2 separate regions of the Mus musculus genome follow, and region 2 is linked to region 1. A link is a contact called in public Hi-C data. All regions are on one chromosome and are shown on one strand. Each heading gives the region's core, a stretch centred on a gene start, on an enhancer-like site or on the middle of the called end of the contact. The rest is flanking DNA. Distances are from core to core; before and after follow the strand shown. Region 1 overlaps Gm20125 (predicted gene, 20125). Region 2 has its middle 81 kb from the start of Gm20125.

Region 1 (7,323 bases), core at 1,911-4,410:
TTGTCTAGGTGTTGCTATTAGGATCTTTTATAGTACTTAAAACACACCATGAGTTGAATTTAAGTAAAAAAATTATGATCATTATTACAGATGTACTTTATCTAATCATTTGAGTGTCTTATGAACAAAAAAGCAGCAATATACTTCAACAAAACAACAAACAACAACAACAAAAACCAAGACTTTCAGAGAAAAATAATTCTATTTCAATGCCAAAACCTGGGAACTCTGCTGGGTTTCGAGTTCACTAATCTTCCCTATGAGCAAGAAAGTTGTCAGCTAATTATCTTAAATAAATATTTCCCCATTTATATGGAAACACACCAGCACAGACACACCACAAATATATTGCTGGGTGGTTCTGATTCTTTGAAAACTGAGAGAAATGGTGGGAGGAGCGAATAAGCTTTGGGAGTTTGTGTTTCCAATCAGTTCTTGGTGCTGCTGGCCTGAATCCCGTGCTTTGTATGTGACGATCACAAAGCCTGACTTTTAGGAACTACATTTTTCAGTTTAGACTTGGATATAAAATTGCTGTGAAACCTTAAGAATGGCGTGAAGTCTGTAGATTAATTTTCTCATTTATGATGTGCAAATGTTGGATATCTATGGTCATCCCAGCTCTTCCTCTCACAGCTGTAACTCTGTGATACTCTTATTCCTACCTCAGTGCCCTAGGATTGGAGGGCAATGTGAGGTAGGGCTAGTGAAGCTACAATTCATGGTGTGTAGTCCTGTTGGTAGCTATTCTCTGGTTTACTATGTTTATCTCTAGCTTGATTTTGTAAGTTGTGTAGATAGCTATTGATGCCCTGTTTCCTGAAATCTGAAATCTAAGTAAAATAATCAATCCTATGACCTTTTAGGCATTGTGGTTTTAATAAGAAATGTCTCCAACAGGCCCACATATTGTGAACATATGGCTTTCAGTTGGTGGTACTGTTTGGGTGTATTATGGAACATTTAGGATGTATATATACCCTTGCTGGATGGGAGATATCACTGGGGTGTGTTGCAACACCGACTCTGTGTGTTTATAGCCTTACCACATTTCCGGTTTTCTCTCTCTATTTTGTTTTTGTGGATTAATATCCTCCCTCTCAGCTTTCGGGCTGCCATGTTTCCCATATCATTACTAACTCTTTCTCTGGAGCCATAAGCCATTATAAATCCCATCTTCCATATGTTACTTTTGGTCATGGCAGTTTATCATAGCAGGAGAAGAGTAACAACCACAGGCTTGGATGAGAAAACACCTAAGAAGTTGATTTTCTGATTTCCTGTTTCCTTGTAAGGGACAGACCAGGTCTAGTGATGTGAAATAGCCTCCTTATGTCTCTGCCTTACTATCCACACACATGCATTATAATGATTGTAAAATAATCTTTTATTATAGTGAAATACATTCACATATTTACATCCAAAAACCTGGATCCTGTACCTTAGTTATTCCATTAAGTCCTTAGGAAAAACCTGAAATTGTAATGTGTTAAGGTTGTGCTTCTATTTAAATGCCTGTGTGCCCAGGAAATGAAAATGTGCTGTCAGGTGCAGGAATTCATTCTGCCAATGTGATCAGCTCTTATCTTCTGGACTTGCTTTCTAAAATTTCTTCCATAACTGAAAGGTGTAATATTTTTAGAATGTTCCTTTTTATTTATATTTAAGTGTGTGCCTCAGTGTTCGAGTGCCAGTATGTGGCATCAGATTCCCTAGATCTGGAGTTACAGAGAGCTGTGAGATGCCAGACATGTGTGCTAGGAAGTAGTTTCAGGTCTTGCTCTAATCTACTAAGCTATTTCTCCCAACTATGCAATATTTTATAATAATGCAAATGTTTCTCTTTATAGTACAAAAACAATAAATCTTCAGGTAGGCAAGTTTAAATGTACAAAGGGATCAAACAGCAACACAGGTGATCTTGATATAGGGATCCTTATTCTGTTCCTTTCCCACTGGGCTACTGTTCTATTTTAATACAGTAAAATGATGGGTTTAGTCTTGAGGAGATGCTAATATATTATTTACTGGCGATTCTTTGGCTAGGCTTATATGAAAAAAGCAGAGAAAGTATGACACTCTGGGTACACGCATCTGCTGCTTTGAAATATACCAGAGGTAACTAGAGTCCCTGTCTTTACCTGAAGCCCCTAGGAAGCTTTTATTCATGTCAGTGGGACTGTATGTTCACATACGTGTATTTGTTCATGTATGATGTATGCATATTTCTGACTCTGAGTCTGTGTACATTGGAAGTTGAGGCTAGGGAATAGGAGGAGAGGACAATTCTTCAGGGATTATGCATTTGAGTGCATCCTGACCTTTGAGTCATGGCTTTATTTTCTCAGAGTCAAACACTATTTTGTCTAATATCTCACCCTTAAGGAAACTGCCTTAAAGGGGTTCTTGGAATAGATGCCCTTTCATGTCTAAAAGGCAGGGTTGTTGGGGTCACAGGCTAGGTACAAAGTAGGAGGGATAGAGGACACAATCTTTGAAACTATGGGAACTGAGTTGAAGAAATTTTCTTCCCCACATTTGTGAGTATGGGTAGAAGAAACTCATGAAAGGGAGAAATGAGTGTTATCTGTTGTGCAGAACTTTGCACTTTTCACAAGTTTATTCATTTATTTTAATTTTTCCAGAAGGAGATATAAGAGAGAAACTGTGAAAGCTCTAAAGTCAGTTGTTCCTCATCACTCACCATATCAATAGAGCTGTGTGTGCTTTAGCCAGGGCACATCTACTTTTCCTGAACCATTAGTCATTTTTCAGAATTTCTGATAACTTTCTGTTCTCTGAAACACAAGTAGTATCTTTCATCACATGACAGAAAGCATGTCAGTGGTTTGGTTTGTGGTTGAGTATTTGGCTTCTACGATTATCTTGAAATTCAGTTTTACAAAGTTCAGAGCTGAATGGCAACCAAAGAACACAAGCTCGTCACGTTTGTACTTTCTGTGTTTCTCCTGGCATCGTTTTTTTTTTTTTTTTTTTTTTTTTGGATCCTGAGGGATAGCAACTGGAACCAGACCTAGAGCACTCAGGCTTAGCTAAAAACTGCAGGTTCTTGCAGTTAGCTGTGTTGTTTCAGAGTGCTCCGACTTTCATCAACTGATTTGCATGAGGAATTAGCTTCATGTGGTTGCAGACTTGATATTCTTCCGCGTGTGCCTGCTTCACTCCCATAAGAGTGTTCCTCCACTTGTGTGCCTGCTTCACTCCCATAAGAGTGTTCCTCCACTTGAAACGTGGGATCAGCTGCATCTCTCTGGCCCGCTATCGAACCCTGACAACATAATGGGCTTATTCTGTAGTTAATTCACAATGTCTGGTTTGTCTCCAGCAGTTTACCAGATGGATCTCTAGGCATTCTCCTCTCAACGTCTTTATTAAATATTTATAGGGCCAGATTGCAAATGGTCCTAGCTTTGCCCCTGGAGGTATGTAGAGGGATCTCTGGACCAAAAAGGATGATGTTGGCCAGTTGACGGGAGGGAGACAAAACATTTTCTTCAAAAATTTGCAAGAAACTCACTGAATCACTGCCTTACTCATGGGAGTGAGGTCATAGGCATACTGGCAGCTTTCCTCATTGTAAACAGGATGTTACCTTGCAAACAGGAAGCTGTTAACACGAGATGATAAACATGTCTGTTATCATCATAAGTAAACCTGAGCATTTGGTGGCCAGTTTCTTACTCCATGAGGAATGAGTACTAGTGAGTTTTGCTTAAGTAATAAATCACTGTATAAGAAGATTTGTCAGAAGAAAATGGTGGGAAGCTCTTGAAAAGCAAATCTGGGAATCAACTAGTCAAAATACTACTCAAGGGCCATGGAGACGAGGGCACTCAAATAAAATGCCCAAATTATTCACCTGTCTACTAAGTTGAAGTGTGAAGAACTTGAGAAGTTGCTAGGAAGGCTCACTTAGACTCAGAAGAGCCCTGATGTCATCAGAGATGGGCAACCCCTGAAGAGGTCTTTAGTTATAAGTAATAAGGATGCTCTTTGGCCTGTGGTCCTGGAAAGGAGATTTGCATCCCACGATCGGATGGATGTAATGCTTCTGCAGTAGATGAGGAGACCCCAACACACCCTGCAATTGAGCTGGATAGCCTTAGCTGTTCATGTTTTTTTTTTTTTTTTGTCTTTGGGCAGTCCCCTTTGAAACTGTCCCAAAGATGTGAATCCTCATCCAGGAAAATTTTATTGTGCCAGTTTATAACCACATTCTTAGCATTAGCACCACAAGATAAATTATAAACCCTAGCCTTTCAAGGTATTTATTTCAGTGGTTCCAGGAAATCTTTCAAAAATTCTTATTTAACATTTTAAATGATTGTACTAATTTGGCAGCGCATGAAAACACAGAGTGGCCCTTTCATTTGGGTAATTCCCTGAATTAAGCCAAGTTATGACACCAAATGCACTCTGTGGAAAAGAATGTTTATTCTTGCAAATGCTGAACTTGATGCTCCCACTTGAGCCAAGAAAATTCCAAGCTGTTCTTCGGTACCACGAAGAATCTCTGTTTCTAGTTCTGTTGAAGTAATTGCTTTTCACCAGTCTTCTGAGGGAACCATATTAAGAAATGTAGAAATGTTAGGAAAGAAATAGATGCTTGATTTGGCCTTGTGTTTGAGAGAGTCATGATGGTGCCAGAGAGGAGTAGAATTATAAAAGAACAACTTAAGAGAGGTTCCTTAGAAAACTGGGTATGATGTGGCCAAAGGCAAATACATAGGTCAGGACAGACTGTGACTAGAGAAGGCTATAGTCCCAGTTTTCTTTCAGGCCTTTGTTTAAAAAAAAAATACACACTAGGGAATTTTCTAATAGATGCTATTCCTTTTTATATCCAAAATTATAAAACTGTTGGAAAAATGATAACTGTAGATGCTCAAGGAGAATAAGACCAGGATGCATTGATGCTCTCAAGAGAGCTAAGTTTTGTGATTAACAGAAGGTAGAAATAATTAGTGGTTGCTGTTAATGATGTATAATGATCTCTGGAAATATTCGTCTATTTTGGATATGGTAGCTATATCTTAGCACTAGTGTATTGTGGGTAACAAACAGGTATTAACTTTGGCTCCTACTGCAGAAATGACTCAAGCAGTTGAATGTATAGGATCAAGCATCTCATTCAAACTCACAAAGAGAAAATGCTATGCTTCAGGGAAAGGTGGCCAGGTACCATATCTTTGTTGACAACACATATTTCAAAGGTAAAAATCTAAGGTCCTTCCAAGTGTATGTGTAGGATTTCAGAGTTTCTTCACTTTAGGTGCTATAAAGAAAGGTAAATGTTTTACATACGAAATGTGCTACCTGTTGCCTTCAACACACATCTGCCATAGTTAACACATATATGAATGTGACCCAACACTTTTATAGAGGACTATTTCCTGTCACAATAACAAAAAGTTAGACAAGACCAGCACTGTGTAATGTCAACACCATTTGCTCTTCCTGCATGAACTCTGAGAACTCCTACTTAGAGTTATTGACCAGAATAAGTAGCTAGTTGGATAACCCAGGTTCAATAGTTTTGTGGCGTGTTGAGGCTGTGCCTTGTTTGGATTAATTTTGCTAATCTGTCATCACATAGTAACTGAAGCTGTGCATCATGGTGTTTTCTATAATGTTATGTAAAATCTCGGATGTGGAAGAAGCAGAGATTTTCCCATCTGCCCACATTTGAGATGTGTGGGAGCAAATGCCAAGACGTATATATCTATTAGAGGATTAAAAAAAAGTAACAAAACATGTGGTCATATTGTTAAATGTATTCTGGGGCTATGGTATTTTTTTTTACAAGCGTAGCCTTATCATTGAGCAAACCTTTGGATCTGATTTTTGAAGCAGAGATGAAGTTTTCTGTTACATAGGAAGAAAACCACTGTGGGAAGTCAACTTTATTGTCCACAAAATCAAAGCAATAAAATTCAAAAAGTGTTTTCTTTTCTTGAGTTGTTAAAATTCATAACTTCCAAAAACAGCACATTTTTTATTTTTCTCCTCTCAGAGTTCACCAAGTAAGACAGACTGTGCTGGGCCATTACTGTTCTCATCAGTTTAGATTTATATGATGCATACACCCAAGTGAACATCTGGACAGTTAGTGAATACATTTCATTTGAAGGTCCTTGTAGCATGTCTTTTTTTCCCCTGTATATAGAACACCCCTTTGGAAAACAACATAAATAGGAAGATAACATTCAGCTCAAGAGAAATATTTTTAAAAGTAAGAATTACTAGAAACAGGATTATTGAGAAATTTTATTACACACAATAAAGGTATAAGCAGGATCATAAAGCACCCTAAGGATATAAAATGTGCTGACAATTTGGGCTTTATCTTGCATCCAGGAAGACAGTGAACTTGAACTCATTTGTGACTTCCAAGGCAACTAGCTGTAACCACAGTGTCTAGTGCCTCTCAGGCCCCAGAGGATATTTTTCAGCCTGGATAAGTATTTCATAGAGACATTTAAGCCAGGCGCTTTATGTAGTAGGATTGGTGATTCAGTGTATGGCATTTAACAGTGTGAGTCAGAATTAAATGGATGTCTCACTATTATAGTTGTGGAGCTAATGGAAGGGCCACCTCTCAGATGAGTCATTGAACACAGATCCTGCTCTGGGCCACTTACTAAAGCTTGTGCAATCATTTTCCCAACAGCGAAGATGATAACCTTGATGTTCTGCCCTTTGCAAGTTCAGATGATCAAGCTGCTCATCTCTGTGTTCCCCAAAATAGATCTGAGCTTCAAAACCACCCTTTGTCATCATTCATTATTCCTTCTTCCTTCCATGCTACGTCTTTATTCATTGCATGTAAAGATGCAATTACAGTGTTTTAACTCTTAATGCACTCGGGCATGAGTAAACTGCCCTTGGATTTATAACCCCACTTTGCTCCAAAAATATTTGAGGAAGCTTATAAAAGACACATGCCTGCTACAACTATCAAAGCAAGGACAAATGAATGTGATTATAAGCTATGTTAGGTCGAGAATGAATTTAGAGGCTAAAGATAGCTTCGGAAACTGAGCCTCTCTGAACTTCCTGATGTATCCTTTGGCTTGCTTTTTAAAGGTCAGTGTGTTATTTAGCATTTTTCATGTAGAATAAAAGCTAATGAAGGAAGCTAGCACCATTATTGAACATAGTTTATCAACCAGATTGAAAGTTTATTATTTTTATTGTTATTATTACCATTATTATAATTATTTGGCAGTTAATCAGAGTGGCATATGAGAGCTGATAAACAAGATAAGCCATCAAAGGACAGAAAACCAAACATTTGTCCTC
Region 2 (7,323 bases), core at 3,225-5,724, 140 kb before region 1:
TGTCCATGGCAAGCATTTGTGAAATATCTATTCATCAGGCGATACTTAGGGAGAATGTGTTTAGCCATTATAACAAGGTATATGCAAATGAGTCTCCCATGAGACTTTGCAACAAACATTTAATTAGCTATACAAAGAAACAGTTAAACACAAACACACATTAGAAAATTTGCCAGTGTGTGCTGTGAATTCTGGGCACATAATTTCTGAATGCCACTATTTGACAACATATGCCATTATCATATGCTTTTTTATAGAAATGTGTAGTTTTCTCTCAGAATTAATTTTGCTGAATTTCTTATATGTTTTACCTTAATATAAAAATCACTAGTATTTGAGCAACTTCCTGTGTATTTATAGCATTGCATTTGTAAGAAGGATAGTAAGATGTCAAAACTGAAATATGCATCTATAAAGTCACTACAAAAAGGAGAAATTCATACAATCATATCCCTTAGGGTGATAGCTGTCAAACAGTTATTTATCATTGTATATAAAAATAATATTGATTGACATTTTAAAAATTGCTATGTTTATTAAGAAACATCTGAGTTACATTTTCTAGTTTCTTGTCCTCTAATACAGATGCACGCACAGTTCTCTTTTTAAAATCATAACAAATTAAAGTCAAAATAATGTCAGTTCCTAAATGCAAAGAAAATTCTGTTATTTGAGTTTGGGTAATTAAAAATTTCTGCTTTGTATTGTCTTACTTTAAATCATAAAGACATTCTGTAGAAATACATTCAGATGAATATTTAAATTTCACTTTTGAATTCACATTTTAAAAATCATAAAAAGAAAACCCTCAATTTTCATGATTCTGTTCCATATTTGTTATTCACACATGTGCCATGGAAAGATAAAACTGTACTATGTCATAATATAAGGACATAAAAAGACATTCAGTACACGTTTCTTTTTGGGGGGGGTTAAAAGTTATAACAAGTTATAAGAAAGACAGTAGCTCACAATTTCAAGCAAGTCTACTGGTTTTGAGAATTAAAGTAGTATAATTTAGAACCATCTAGGCTTAAATTTTTACAACAATCTAAAGGTGGGTCCTCTTATGTCCTGATAACCAGGAGGCATTTTGAGGTGTAGCAGCTGACCAGCCAGCTTCCCATCTCCATTTACATCTGTAAAGCCCCCAAGGACAGAAAAGAGTCTTTTAATTGGTGATTCTACTTCAGTAGAAACATGCATTTAGGAAATGAGGCCTATACTGTTGTCTTCACACCAGGCAAATCAGCTCCTGTTGTCATGGTGATCTCCTATAGCAGGCTAGAGCCAGTGAGGTGGAAAACAAGATGGCTTCCTCATTTATTTTACCCTTAAAGAAAGTTGCAGATATCAACACATGTTTATTGAATTTAAAAAAAATGCATCTTTCACATTACAAAAATACAAATTACACTTTTATTTTGCCATTAATAAAATTCAGCTGCTTCAAAACTTCTAGAGATTATGTATGGTTTTTCAAGGTACAGAAATTAATTCCTTTCTTTTAAATGTAAATGTCTTTAGAATTACCTTTGAGCTGTGCTTCAAGAAACATGCCAGATTTCAGTTCATGTATGATTTCTATTTTATTCTGGACTAGCATGGGGCTTACAGCGTGTCACATGTTATATGTAAGCTTTATTCTGTGAGGATGAGCTGCTTCAGTGATTTCAATGCTTGCAGAAGAGGTATTTTTTTCTACTCTAAAAGAGATCACGAGCCTCAGGTTGGAGGTTGATAAAATGGAAAATTAGAGAAAGAATTGATCATAGACAAGTAAGATGGAAATCAGCTGCTTGTTATGCATAGATGAATTTTCAAAGTCCAATGTAAAAGCAGGTTTGGGCAGTTACTTTGTGTGGCTTCTGTGTAAGTTAAGGGCTTGGACACAAAGCCACCATTTCTAGTTTTTAGTCCATTGCATTTACTTTTAAACAAAATTGAACTGAGATAACCTCTACAGGGTTTTCTTAGAATGAGGAAGGAAATAAAGGATTTTAATGCAACTGCTTTGTGACTAATGAATTAATTATCTGTGACTTTTGTTATAGAGGCTTGAACGTGTTAACAAGGAAAGCAAAATATCCTCTATGTTATAACGTATATTTGTGAAAATGGTGGGAAGAATTTCATATATACATTCAATTCCTGAATGCATATGCACATTGATAAATCTTAGGTTCACTCTTGGCATGCCACATTTTGGAGAGTGGTGATTAAATGGGGTTTCATATATGTAGCTGTTCTTTATGTTAATTCACTATTTTAATGAATAGCCTTACAGTTCAATAAAGATTAAAGACATTGATGATGATGTCTATGGAATGTCTGTGTAGTTTTCCAAACTGCTCTCTGGAACACGTTTGATTGGCTTTTTTTTTTTTTTTTTTTTTTTGTAATCAAATAGTTTTACAACACAATTAGTTTAGAAAAGCTTCCATTTTGGTCACCTCTTTGGAGAGCTGTTATTGACTTGTATTTTAACGACAAAAAGGAAATTAATTTAACTTTTGACCACACCACAGGTACTGATTTTCTCTTACTTTTCTTTCTCTCCTCTCTTCCTTCCTTCCTTTCTCCCTTCCTCTCTTCCTTCCTTCCTTTCTCTCTTTCTTTCTCTCAATAATGTTAGTGGTTTTGGAAACATATTTGAGATTTTATTTGGGCCTAATTTTATTTTGCTCTTGATTCTGGTAATCTTTATTTATTTCAATTTAGTGTATCAGGGGAGAAGGGCAGGGAGTGAGGTCAAATTTAGCATATGAAAGAAAACAATTGACAGAGAGGACTACTGGAAACCCCACCCACCAAGGCCCACTTACAACAGAACATGCACACAAAGCACTGTGTGTGTGGTGCAACTGACTGATAAATGTCCCAGTCTGCTGGGCACATGGACTATTGAGCTTCTAATCTTTCTGCCTTGCCTACTTCATCTCTTTGAAGTGTTTTCTGTCTTAATATGTGCTTTTCTTCTATGTCTATCCGTGTGTCCCTTCCAATTTCTTGTTTGGGGAGACGTGGATCTGGAAATTCCTGTGGGTTTCCATTAAACCCCAATAACTACAGGTATCATCAGTACATGGAATCAGTTTGCACAATCTTGACCCATAGGGCTGCTAAGTAGATAGTCCTTATGCTGTAGGCATGAGCAAAAGCATATTTATGAAAAATATACCTTAGAAACCTTAGACATTGCCTCCTGTGCTTTGGGAAACTTGTCAACTTTTCAAACATGTCTCACAATATCAGGAAAACATAGCATGTATCACCTGGACAGAGAGGCGATAGGCCAAATTAATTTGCTTTAATAGGTCCAGTGACACTTTTCATGTGACTTGTGACTACTGAAATATTTATTGGGGACAAATGACAAGAGGAAGATGGAAGTGCAAGATGATGAGATGCATAAAGGTCAGGAGAATTCTCAGGAAAGTGGAGAGAAAGGCCAAGGGAAAATCAGTAAGGCTGTGAGCGACAGGGCTGAAGTATGAGGTAAGAGAGAACAAGAGGAAATAATAATGGTTCACAGACCCTAAATAAGTGTTTGCAGAAACCTATACGGATGTCTGTGTGCAAGAGACTTTCCTAGGTCTTTTGGTATTGTTTTAGTTTATTTTTTGTTTTGTTTGGTTTCTTTTGTTTTTATTTTTCTTGGTGAGACAAGCAGTTTCAAAGTTGTCAACTCCCTGTGCATTGATCATGTGACTTTCTGGCTTTTGGCCTGGCATTTGTCATTTTCCCTGTGAGAGCTTTCAGTACAGGCAATTCTTACTGAATATCTTACTTACTATCGCTTTAATCTATAGCTCATTCTAAGGCGTAGGAAAACCAATGCAGAAACCAGAGAAGAGTCTTTTAGCACCTAGGCAGAACCTATTCTACACTGTTAGAAAAGTCAGGCCATCAATATTTTAGCTTCAGCTAGATGTTATCAAAGTTGGTTCATCTTTGATCTTAAATTCTCTGCCTTCTGTAGTATTAGTGCAGATGATTTGCCCCTTTCTGAGGCTTTGTCATAGCCTCAACATTTTCCTTTCTGATTTCCTAGATTAAAAAATATCCTAGCTGGGCATGGTGGCACAGGCCTTTAATCCTAGCACTTGGGAGGCAGAGGCAGGCAGATTTCTGAGTTTAAGGATAGCCTGGTCGACAAAGTGAGTTCCAGGACAGCCAGAGCCATGAAGAGAAACCCTGTCTCGAAAAACCAAAAAGAAATATATATATATATATATATATGTCCTTACTTTCACAATTAGCTGAATAGACTCCTTTCTTTGAACTGAAGGTGAGGGAGAAAGGAAAATGTTAAATTGTCTCTTTTGCTTCAACATATGAACCTACAGTTAGCCTCAGTGTTGAGGTTTTTTTTTTTTTTTTTTTTTTTTTTAGCATCTGCTGCTCTGCTCCAAGCAGCTCATGTTTTCCCAGAGTGAGGAGAATGAGTTATGCACACAAATGTTCAAAGTTACCTCATCGTATCAGAATCGTGGGGGGTAGGGAAAGACATTCCTTTGCTGTGAATAAGTAGAAAGAGAACTTTTGCAAGCAATAGCTCTCAGAATGAAAACGTGAATGGTGACATAGTTGGTTTGAGAAGAAAAAACTATAATGAAGGAAAATGTTTAGTTATTTGTGAAGATAAGGTTTTAACAATTATGCCACATCTATTTAAATAAGACTCAGCTACTGGCTTCATAAGTCTATTTCTACCAGATTGTATCTATGAATTATGTTGTTGAATCTAGAATAGAAACTGATGACAGCTGAAGTTTTTGTGAAGCTGACCTCTTACACTATTTAGTTACTTTGTCTTACTATACTTTGTATTTCTGGACAAAAAAAAAAGCATAGTTTGCCTTTTAACTTAACTATGGTTTAAATGCTTGCTTCACCGCGAGGGAACACACTCCAAGTGTGACTGTTGACCCAGCTTCACCTGGACCTGGAGTGCAACATCTTGACTATGGGGCTAATTAAAAACATTGAATGGCGTTAATTCAAATTGGGAAGAATTACAGTTTATGGCAGAGGGAACTAAGAGTCCTAGGGAAATGGGTAAACATCAAAAACAGTTCTTAGACTTCAATTCAGAGAAGGGTGTCTTTCAAGCCTTTTAATTCAACTCAAATGCCTCGTATGTCAATGAAATGTGATATTCTTTTAAAGAGCATTAGGTTGAGTATAAAGAAACTTTCAGACTCACCAGAGAGACCTTTCATTAGTGGTTCTTTTTACAACATCTGGCTAGTGATTTTTAATAGGCTGAAATTAGTGTCTTTTTTCTTTCAATTTTCTATGCTAAAACTATTAGGACGCTTACTTGTGGTTTAGAAAATGAAACAAAAGTTGTAATACTTGCCTTACTTAATAGTCCTTTGTAATTCATGTGGAATATAAAAAACAGTTTTTCTGTCCTTGGGAAAATTGAACTCTAGGCTGCAAGTAGCTCTCTCTCTCTCTCTCTCTCTCTCTCTCTCTCTCTCTCTCTCTCTCTCTGTCTCTCTCTTTCTCTTTCTCTCCCACCCAAGATACAGAGGAATGGAACACTTTTTGTTAGCAGGGCACTCCACTACATCGGGAATTATAAAACACAAAACATAAAAATTTCTTAAGAGATTCTGTGAGACGAATCAAAAGAGATATGGATCCCTGCATAGTAGCCCATACCAGTAATCTTAAAACTCAGAAGGCTGAGGCAGGAGGATTGTTTAAGTTTGAGGTCACCTCAGGGCTTTTAGCAGTAAAAACCTGTCTGAGACAGAGAGAATGAGAAAGTGAGTGAGAGAGATTTGAATCTCTCTCTCTCTCTCTCTCTCTCTCTCTCTCACACACACACACACACACACACACACACACACACACACACACACACCCCGCGCACTCAGCAGCAAACTCTAGGAGCTCTCAGTAGCTCTTGCAGAGAGAAGTTAGTTGTGCCAGAGATACTGTAAACAGACCTATGAGGAAGAGGTAAACAAATGAACTGTTCAAATGAATCACAGGGTCCACAGCAATGGCTGCAAGCTGGTAAGTGGTAAAACCAATGTGTTTCCTAAGCTCTCTAATGCCCCTTGCTGTTAGGTGTAGACAGGTGAATACATTGCAGCCAGAAGAATCTAAGTAAAAATGTCACAGGCATTTGCTGAGTAATATCTTTTCCAAGGCAGGGCTTATGAAATGTAAGCTTCCTCATATCTTCTTTCATCCCAGTTATCCAAATTGTAGGTGCTGTCATGTGACCTCCTGGCACCTAGATTAATTGACTGATGAGCAATAAGTACCTAGAGTTTCTGATAGTAACTAACATCGTAGCTTTGGGTCATCTACTCCCTCTTTGATTCTTTTTACTCAATCTAATATAACTCATAAGTGATGATTGTGACTGAAGGACTCTCTAGAGAATATTTGAATCATCACAGATATATGCAGAGTTGAGAGTTATTTAATGATGTTTCTAGTGAAAAAAAAAGTCAAATATAAGATGCAGCCTGTCCCTGGAAGTGCTCGAGTGAAGTGGTCTCATCAATGGATGTGACATGTTAGAGAGCAAAGTTTACATGTCAGAAACATGTTGGGCTTAAAGGTGATGCAATGAGTTCAATATCATAATATGAACAGTTGAAACTGATGTGCAAATAAAGAAATCTGTGTCATTCACACCCAGATTATACCCAGAATTTGAAATGAAGCAACATTTAAACAAGCAAGCACTTGATTGCTCCTTGCAAATAGTTGACCATGCTCTTAATCCAAAAATGTTTCTCTGCTCATAGAGTTTGAACCAAGGTATGTTCCATATTTTTTTCTTCACAAGATTGGAAATCACACAAAATTCCTGATTATTAACATAGCCAAATGGAGGTAATCTCAGGAAAGAGTCTTCATAATGGATTTCTTGATTGCCTTAATGGATTTGGGAATACTCAGCCTACTGTGGCTAGCCAGCATCATTCCCTGGACTTGGGGTCCAGACTGCATCAGAGATGAGAAAGCCACAGAAGCAAAAGTAAGCACATGGAAATGAGCAAGTATTTATCTCTGTCCTCGATAAGGATATGATATGACTACTGTTTCAACTTCCTGTCACCTGACTTGCCCACATTAGGTACACTGTAAGTTAGAGTAGGAGTTAAAATAAGTCTTCTCTCTCCTAATGGTGAGGGGCTTTATCACAGCAACAAAAATGAAACTAAACATTGTTTTATTCAGTGACACAATAAAAGTCGTCTCCAGTGCAATAAGGCAAAAGACAGATATTCAAAGACTAAAATAAACTATAAGGCCGTTTTCTTCATGATAGCTCAAGTGAAGAAATAT

What was found. Hi-C and Micro-C count contacts between places; a contact is called where the count stands out from the background.
Region 2: a Hi-C map of the C2C12 cell line shows a contact between it and region 1, with 2.4 times the contacts expected there. The contact joins two enhancer-like sites. A contact is called at or near these places in 2 of 484 Hi-C or Micro-C datasets (the C2C12 cell line and nephron progenitors).

What each region holds. Positions count from the first base shown.
Region 1 is chr10:17,034,393-17,041,715 of GRCm38.p6, reverse strand. The region is part of intron 1 of Gm20125 (predicted gene, 20125); the gene reads left to right. Among named protein-coding and RNA genes, the nearest start is that of Gm20125, 58 kb to the left of the region's middle. Within about 2 kb of position 3,160, at least 26 of the 459 cell types and tissues checked have an H3K27ac peak or open chromatin away from gene starts, as enhancers often do. A contact at or near this core is called in the C2C12 cell line, where this site is marked.
Region 2 is chr10:17,172,747-17,180,069 of GRCm38.p6, reverse strand. No RefSeq gene overlaps it. Among named protein-coding and RNA genes, the nearest start is that of Gm20125, 81 kb to the right of the region's middle. Within about 2 kb of position 4,474, at least 30 of the 459 cell types and tissues checked have an H3K27ac peak or open chromatin away from gene starts, as enhancers often do. A contact at or near this core is called in the C2C12 cell line, where this site is marked.